Regions from separate parts of the Sus scrofa genome. Here all the other regions are linked to region 1. Evidence: chromatin contacts called from public Hi-C and HiChIP or PLAC-seq data. All regions are on one chromosome and are shown on one strand. Each heading gives the region's core, a stretch centred on a gene start, on an enhancer-like site or on the middle of the called end of the contact. The rest is flanking DNA. Distances are from core to core; before and after follow the strand shown.

The links. Hi-C and Micro-C count contacts between places; a contact is called where the count stands out from the background. HiChIP or PLAC-seq counts read pairs in DNA pulled down with a chosen protein or histone mark.
Region 2: a Hi-C map of skeletal muscle shows a contact between it and region 1, with 1.8 times the contacts expected there. The contact joins two enhancer-like sites. A contact is called at or near these places in 1 of 5 promoter capture datasets (liver), 18 of 47 Hi-C or Micro-C datasets (adipocytes, blood, embryonic fibroblasts and 9 more) and 2 of 2 datasets of contacts at active chromatin or transcription factors (alveolar macrophages and skeletal muscle).
Region 3: an H3K27ac HiChIP or PLAC-seq map of skeletal muscle shows a contact between it and region 1. The contact joins two enhancer-like sites. A contact is called at or near these places in 3 of 47 Hi-C or Micro-C datasets (blood, liver and skeletal muscle) and 2 of 2 datasets of contacts at active chromatin or transcription factors (alveolar macrophages and skeletal muscle).

The regions. Positions count from the first base shown.
Region 1 is chr18:19,219,749-19,222,448 of Sscrofa11.1, reverse strand. It overlaps STRIP2 (striatin-interacting protein 2), which reads left to right. Exons shown (of 21, transcript XM_003134694.6): 18 at 1,831-1,897. Among named protein-coding and RNA genes, the nearest start is that of SMKR1, 21 kb to the right of the region's middle. Within about 2 kb of position 1,273, at least 6 of the 83 cell types and tissues checked have an H3K27ac peak or open chromatin away from gene starts, as enhancers often do. A contact at or near this core is called in liver and skeletal muscle, where this site is marked.
Region 2 is chr18:19,287,914-19,290,613 of Sscrofa11.1, reverse strand. All of the region lies in intron 6 of AHCYL2 (adenosylhomocysteinase 3), which reads left to right. Among named protein-coding and RNA genes, the nearest start is that of STRIP2, 34 kb to the right of the region's middle. Within about 2 kb of position 1,378, at least 1 of the 83 cell types and tissues checked has an H3K27ac peak or open chromatin away from gene starts, as enhancers often do. A contact at or near this core is called in skeletal muscle, where this site is marked.
Region 3 is chr18:19,339,475-19,342,174 of Sscrofa11.1, reverse strand. The region is part of intron 1 of AHCYL2 (adenosylhomocysteinase 3); the gene reads left to right. Among named protein-coding and RNA genes, the nearest start is that of STRIP2, 85 kb to the right of the region's middle. Within about 2 kb of position 1,449, at least 14 of the 83 cell types and tissues checked have an H3K27ac peak or open chromatin away from gene starts, as enhancers often do. A contact at or near this core is called in liver and skeletal muscle, where this site is marked.

The DNA.
Region 1 (2,700 bases), core at 24-2,523:
CAGGGGTCAGACAATCCAGTAGGCATCCATCAGGTTCAGGTTGGAGTTGAAAGAGCAGTAGTGCCAGACTACACCATTTGCCAAGATTGATCTGGATGCAGTGGTCCTCTGTGTATCATCTGCAAGCTTTACTGTTGCATGATCCCAAGAAACTTGAGCACCCACAGGTCGTTGTTGCACAGTTTCCTCATGGCTCCTAAAATCTAGATATGCCAGAAACTTGTAACTTTATGCCCCCTAAGGCTAGAATTCAGTACACTGAGATTGGAACAATTCATTTTTTTTTTTTTTTTTTTTTTGTCTTTTGTTGTTGTTGTTGTTGTTGTTGCTATTTCTTGGGCCGCTCCCTCGGCATTATTGTTGTTGTTGTTGCTATTTCTTGGGCCGCTCCCGCGGCATATGGAGGTTCCCAGGCTAGGGGTCGAATCGGAGCTGTAGCCACCGGCCTACGCCAAAGCCACAGCAACGCGGGATCCGAGCCGCGTCTGCAACCTACACCACAGCTCACGGCAACGCCGGATCGTCAACCCGCTGAGCAAGGGCAGGGACCGAACCCGCAACCTCATGGTTCCTAGTCGGATTCGTTAACCACTGCGCCACGACGGGAACTCCCGAAACAATTCATTTTTGATTTCCCACCCTCATTTCCTGATCACCAGTACCTACTTTGCCATGGGGCTTTGTCAGTGGGAGGTGGGTGGATGAGTAAATAAGCCAGCCAAGAATGTTTGTCCTAATGGAGCAGAACTGAACTGGCAACCTTGGGAGAATCCAACAGAGTGAAATAAGATGATGAGCAACATTATAGGTAGATCCACTGCCCTCTCCTCTCCTGCCTTTGTGGGTTTCTTGGCTTATTTCTAGCCAAATAAATTGTTGCCTTCTGCTTGGATAGAAGTTTTGACTTTCAAAATGTAGAGACAGGTTCATATTCCTCTTTATAAAAATCTCCACTTTGCTAACATCATTTATCCATTTCCAACTACTCTAGTTCAGATGGATTGCTGTTTAAAACTTCATGGAATGTCGGAACCAGAAGGCTCACTAGAGATTAGCTAGTCTAAATTCTGCATTGTGCCAGTGAGTAAGGGAGAAGAGGAAAGAGAGAGAGAGAGCTGTCATTTTGAGTGACTGTGTCCCTGTCATCATGCAGTACTTATTTCCCCTTCTGACTCATGCCTGCACCCCTGGGTTTACCACAGAGTCTCCAGCCCTCTTTTAGTCCCTCACTGCCTATTTTGGGGGGCAGATGCTATTACCATTCTTGAGCTACTAGACTGGCCTTGCTGCAGGAAGCTGCCTCTGTCTCAAGTTTCCTCTAGGAGTGGCTTCGCCGAACATTTCCCAGACCTGCTGGCTTTCAGAAACATCTGGTAAGAGCCACAGGAGAGGTCTTTGTTTCATCCTCATAGCCATAGGTTATTTGTTGTGAAGTGGGATAAGTTTGGGCAGCATCTCTGGGAAAGCAGTTATATTCACACATACACATAAGCATACTCTTAAATACAGAAACACAAATGCACACAAGCTTATGTATTTCATTGAAGAAGGGAGGAGAAAGGTGGCCATACAGAGGTCTTTCGGCTTTCTCTTGCCTCTGCCATATGGGGGCCAGCCTGAAAGAACTCTGTTGGTTTCTCTCATGGCCATGAGGAGGAGATTGGATCTGGCGTTGCTGGCATCAGAACCCTCAGTTTGAGCTAAAGTCACTAAGCAATCTGGGAAATAGATGGGGCCTGCCGAGGAGAAATAACTCCTGCCCTTTCTCATATAGCCATTTCCTGCCATTGCCATTTACCTAAAAGCTGTCCTTATCTCTGCATCTTGCAGCATCTCGGTCCTGGATTACCCTTGCTGTACCATCCAGGATTTGCCAGAGCTTACTACAGAGAGTCTGGTAAGCAGATGGGGATTTGGTAGCCTTTGAAATTGCCAGGTGGCAGAGGTTGGCATTTGTTCTTCCTTTTCTTCTCTAGCCCCCTAATGCCCTGGTTTGGGAGTCTCAGATCAATAAAGGCACCTTGGCAAGAGCACAGAGGTAGGAGGGGTTTAGAGCTGCCGACCCAGTTGAGAAAGATTTGGAAAAGCTGAGCACAGCGTTTTGTAGGGAAAAGCGTCAGTGCAAAACACTGAGGAGAGAGAATTTAGAAAGATAATGGGAGTCAAGTTGAATGTGAACATCCGTGCTGAATGGCCGGAGACTCTTTTCTGTTCTAGCCTAAAACAATTATCTGTCTTCTTTTTGCTGTGCTTCAGCCTATTCTCATTTCCATATAGGTTATACAACCCAGGAGTGTGTACTTCAGAAAATATTTGTCTTTGTCTCTCTGAGGCAAAAGTCGATTTGGCCCCAGAAGGATGACCCAGAAAGCTCCTCATGCTGGAAAGAGCTTTAGGCAAATCAGAAAAGTCCCTCAGAGTTATTCTGAATCCTGTGAAACTGGCTGATCAACAGCATGTTGAAGATCAACTTAGCTATTACCTCAGCCCATAGCCTCACCCCATTGCACTGTGATTGTCTATCTGTATTTGTTTCCCCATTTGACAGAAAACTCCTTGAAGGAAGAGACAGTACCATCTTCATCTTTATATCCCCAGAGTCTAGCACCATGTTCAGTACATGGAAGGAGTTCAATAAATGATCGGATGGCAGTGCCTGTGTGTTCCCCAACCCCTTGTCCCCCAGTTTAATACCTGCAA
Region 2 (2,700 bases), core at 129-2,628, 68 kb before region 1:
TCTGCAACCTACACTGCAGCCAGGCCAGGGGTTGAACCTGCATCCTCATGGAGACTCCATTGAGTCTTTAACCTGCTGAGCCACAGTGGGAGCTCCTGTTTCATTTTTTAAAAGATCAAGTTCTTGGAATTCCCACTGTGGTGCAGCGGGTTAAAGATCTGGCATAGTCTCTGCAGCAACTTGGGTCACTACTTAGGCATGAGTTCAGTCCTCAGCCTGGTGCAGTGGGTTAAGGATCCTGTATTGCAGCAGCTGTAGTGTAGGTCACAGCTGTGGCTCACGTTTGATCCCTGGCCTATGAACGTCCATATGCCACAGGTACAGCTAAAAAGAAAAATCAAGTTTTGTGGTTTTTTGTTTTTTGTTTGCCCTAGCCTGTAACTCCTGCAAGCAGAAGTTCTTGGACCAGGGATCAAACCCTCACCATAGCAGTTACCCCAGCTGCCACAGTGACAACACCTGATCTTTAACCTGCTGCACCACAAGGGAACTCCTAAAAGACCAAGTTCTTTTTTTATTTATTAAAGGATAGTTGATTTTTGGATTCACAGTTCAACAGATCTTGGAAGACAATGAAAATAAACTTAGCATTTTTGGGTCGTTGGAAAAAAAACAAAGGATAGTTGATTTATAATATTGTGCCAATTTCTGCTGTATAGCAAAGTGACCCAATCATGCATATATATACACACATTCCTTTTCTTATATTATCTTCCATCATGGTCTGTCCCAAGAGATTGGGTATAGTTCCCTGTGCTCTACAGTACGACCTCATTGCTTATCCATTCTAAATGTAAGTTTGCATCTACTAACCCCAAACTCCCGGTCCATCCCTCTCTCCCTTTGGCAACCATACATTGGTTTCCTATGTCTGTGAGTCCATTTCTGTTTTGTAAATAGGTTCATCTGTGCTATATTGTAGATTCCATGTATAAGTGATATCATATGATAATTTGTCTTTCTCTGACTTACTTCACTTAGTATGATAATCTCTAGTTCCATCCATGTTGCTGCAGATGGCGTTATTTCATTTTAAAAGATCAAGTTCTTAAAGGCTGATAGAATATTAGATTTACAAGGGGAAGCAAAAAGTTGCACCAAGTATGATGCATTCCTACTTTACAAACCATTCTGCATATGAGTGAGAAAAGAAATTGGGGAACCTTCTGAAACAAGAATCCTTGAAGCTGTAGCCCAACTGTTGCTTGCTGCTAAAAACTACAGAGTAGGCTTCGCCTGGTACACAACAGTGAGAAACAACCTATCTTTCTGGATTCTGTGATCCAGGTCACACTGCACTAAATGTTGGTTTGAGGAAGCTGGATTTAAAGCCTTGGTATCCTGAAAGGGAAAGAGGAGTTGGCTGTAAGATGAGTCAACTCATTCCAGCAGAGTTTAACAGTGACAGCAGGAAGTGTGACTGACAGACACTAAAGGAGATATGCCATTGGGTTTTACTAGAAATGAAACATTAATTTTATAGTCATGAACATAGAGAAAACAAGGGATTGTACACAGTAAGTTTTTATACACTGTAGAGCCAACACAAACTGCTGGAAATGTTGGCAGAGAGTAAGACAAAGAATAAAAGCAACTGGACCCCAGAAAACAGGACCCATACCTTTTTGGATCCTGTCAAGAGCTAGTACTTTTACTTGCTTTCCAACCTCAGGAAGATTCCCAGGTGCCAAGAATTTTCTGCACTAGAATGACAGGGTGAGAATTATGGGCTACAATCATTAAATTAATAGTAGCGATAGCAATTCCCTGAGTGTATTCGATACCTTTATTAAAAGGGAAAAGTGGACAAGGATAGTGAGACTCAAGACAGTCTTTCTTTGTCTCTGATCTTTTGTGTGATTAGGGACCAGAGGCTGCAAGGGAAAACTCCATGAGGGATTTCACACATGTAAACAGAGAGAAACTCAGAGGAGCCTTTTCATTTCTTAGGGCATCTGTTCTGAGGGTTTCTACTGGGAGAAGATGGAGCACTGACTTGCAGTATGGAGCAGTGTAAGAGTTTTATTAAGAGTCCCACCTTGGATCTCTGCTCTTAAAATAAGGTTTAGTAGCATCAGAGAAAATAGATCCATCGTAAGAGCAGAAGCAAAAAAGAAATCAGGTGGTAGATGTGAGGTTGGAAATTTCGTGTACCCAGCCATCCAGGGTGGCAACTTTGGCACTTGTAGTAGAGTTGACAACTGATGGCACTGCCAAATGGGTGCACGTCAGCAGAGGGCAGCTCAGTCCTATGGGTCTTTCCTGGAGAGTAGGTGTATCAGTTTGGCAAGTCCTGCCAAGCATTTCTAACAGCTAGAGGAAGGGCTGAAATGCCACAGCCTACTGCCTAATAGTATTCTAAGCTGGTCTTTCATTAGCTTATTTATTATTCAGAAACTTTCCTCTGCTGATGAAGCTCCAGTGGGCACAGCATCCGAACCTGAAATAGTGATGAGCTGTTCAGAGGCATGTTTGCACACCTACATGCTGTGCAGTTCCCTGGTTATTTTTAATTTGGTTTATAGAGAGTGTGAGGTTGTGCTAGGCAAAACCCTACAGTGCTGCCTGATCATTTTGGGTAGGGGAATGCCTGTACTTAGAGAAAAAAGTAAAGGATTAACAAATACAGTTTTGTAAGCCATTGTTCTGGGAGGGAGACTAATTATTTAAGCTTTAATTATATTTTAAATCCCAAATTTA
Region 3 (2,700 bases), core at 200-2,699, 120 kb before region 1:
GGGTTTGTTACTGCTGAGCCACAAGGGGAATTCCACCTATCCATTCTTAATGTAACAGTTTGCATCTGTTATCCCCAAACTCACAGTCCATCCTTCTTCTCCCGTTTCCCCCTTGGCACCCACAAGCCTGCTGTCCATGTCTGCGAGTCTGTTTCTGATCTGTAGATAGATTCATCTGTGCCATATTTTAGATTCCACATATTAGTGTTATCATACGGTATTTGTCTTTCTGACTTACTTCACTTAGTATGAGAATCTCTAGTTCCATCTATGTTGCTGCAAATGGCATTATTTTGTTCTTTTTATGGTGGAGTAGTATTCCATTGTGTATATGTACCACATCTTCTTAATCCATTCATTCATTGATGGACATTTAGGTTGTTTTCATGACTTGCAATTGTGAATAGTGCTGCAATGAACATAGAGGTGGATGTATCTTTTTCAATGCAAGTTTTGTCCAGATAGATGCCCAGGAGTGGGATTGCTGGATCATATGGTAGTTCTATATATCGTTTTCTCAGGAACCTCCATACTGTTTTCCATGGTGGTTATACCAATTTACATTCTCACCAACAGTGTAGGAGGGTTCCCTTTTCTCCACATCCTCTCCATTATTTCTTATTGGTAGTCTTATTATTGATGGACATTCTGACCAGTGTGAAGTGGTACCTCATTGTAGTTTTGATCTGCATTTCTCTAATAATTAGTGATGTTGAGCCATCTTTTCATGTGCCTGTTGAAGGCCCCCAAACTTTAAGCAGGAGAATGGATTCAATAATTTATGAATATGCATACATAAAGAATATGAATATGCAGTCAGATACTTTCAGGCAATAAATAATGAACTCCTCAATGCGACATACTAGGATAACTCCTAGAAGCATATTGAGCAGAAAAAATCAGCCTCTTAAGAATAGATCTTTTATGGTATTTATATCAGGTTCAAAATTTGATAAGTAGTGATAGGAATCAGAGATTCCCTTTAGGGAAGAGTGAAGGTAATAACTGGGGGGGGAGGGGCAGGGGCAAGACTCTAGAGTGCTGGTAGTGTTCTGTTTCCTTATCTGGATAGTGGTTCCATAGGTGTGCTGACTTTTGAAATTTTATCGAAATGTAACTCTTTGACTTGTATACTTTTTCCATAGGTAAGTCATATGTCAATTTAATTTTAAAGAAAAGAAATGTGAAAAATCCACATTCCGCATTTACTTAATGGCATTATGTTTCATTATCTTATCCTACACCCTTCTCCCACTTCCTACTATGTGATAAAAATGAGGGCCCTGAATATAGATCCCTCCCCACTCTTATTCTGGTTGTTTTCAAGTCTAAGGAGAAGTTTTCAAGTCTAAATGTGACCTCTTTTTGAGAACAGTTTTAGCTAGAGGTGCTAACTATGCAGCAAACTGAACTCTGACCTAAGTGGAACTCTATTAGCTGTGTCAGGAGATTGAGGATTTAAGTCCACACTCCACTCCCAGATTCCAGAGGACTTAGCAGGGAGTGGGGAAAGGTGGCTTGGTGCCTGCTTTAGTGTTCTCTCGTCTGTATTCCTTAATTGTAAAAGTGGCTGGATCAGTCAGTGGCAAGGAGGTACATTTAGCTGTACTAGGCATAGTTTTTGTTAGGATGTTTCTTTTTATGATTTTGTCAGTTCTTACTCATACCTGTGTCCCTTTTCCTTCCCTGTTTTCTTTCATATTTTAAAAATTGAAGTATAGTTGATTTACAGTGTGCCAATTTCTGCTGTACAACAAAGTGACCCAGTCGTGTGTATATACATATATATACGTGTGTGTATATGTGTGTGTGTATATATATTCTTTTTATCATATTATCTTGCATCATGTTCTATCCCAGGAGATTGGGTACAGTTCCCTGTGCTATACATTAAGACCTCATTGCTTATCCATTCTAAATGTAACCTTTTCCTTCCTTTTACCCTTCAGGTGGGGTTTAACTGAGTTAGCTGTTCCTAGATTAAGTCTTTTTTTTTTCTTTTCATTCACACATTCATTGGTTGTTTGCTATGTGCTTGGAATACAGGAATGAGACATATCATATCTGCCCTCGAATTTATTGCAGTCCTAGTGTGGAAACAAATGTTCAGTTATAGTATTAGTACTGATATGTGCTGTAATAGAGATCAGTCTGGGCGATTACTCAGTAACTTAGAGAGTTGATTCTTAACCTAGACCAGGAGCTGGAAATATGTACTGAAGGAAGTTAGAGCTAAGCTACATTTCGGAAGATGTATGTGTGTAAGGTATGTGTGTGTGTGTGTGTGTGTGTGTGTGTGTGTGTGTGTGTTTAAGTGGGAATGTGGGGGAATTCAGAGAGCTGAGGGCTGAGGCTCAGAAAGTATGCAGAGGTTAAGTCATAAAGGGTCTTGTGTGTCGTGCTAAGGAGTATGAATTTGAAGACAGTGGAGAGCTTTTGAGGCATTATGAACCAGGAGTGATGTAATCATATTTTTAAATAACTGTGCTGATGATAACCACTTATAAATATGTTAATTTAATGAATCGATACAGACTATCACAGGGATGGAGTTATCTAGGCCCCGTTAAAGTGTAGTCTCAGCAGTATTGGCATCATCTGAGAGCTGTTAAAGATAAAGAATCTTCAGAAGTTCCCTTGTGCCTCAGTGGGTTAAGGATCTGGCATTGTCACTGCAGTGGCATGGGTTACTGCTGTGGT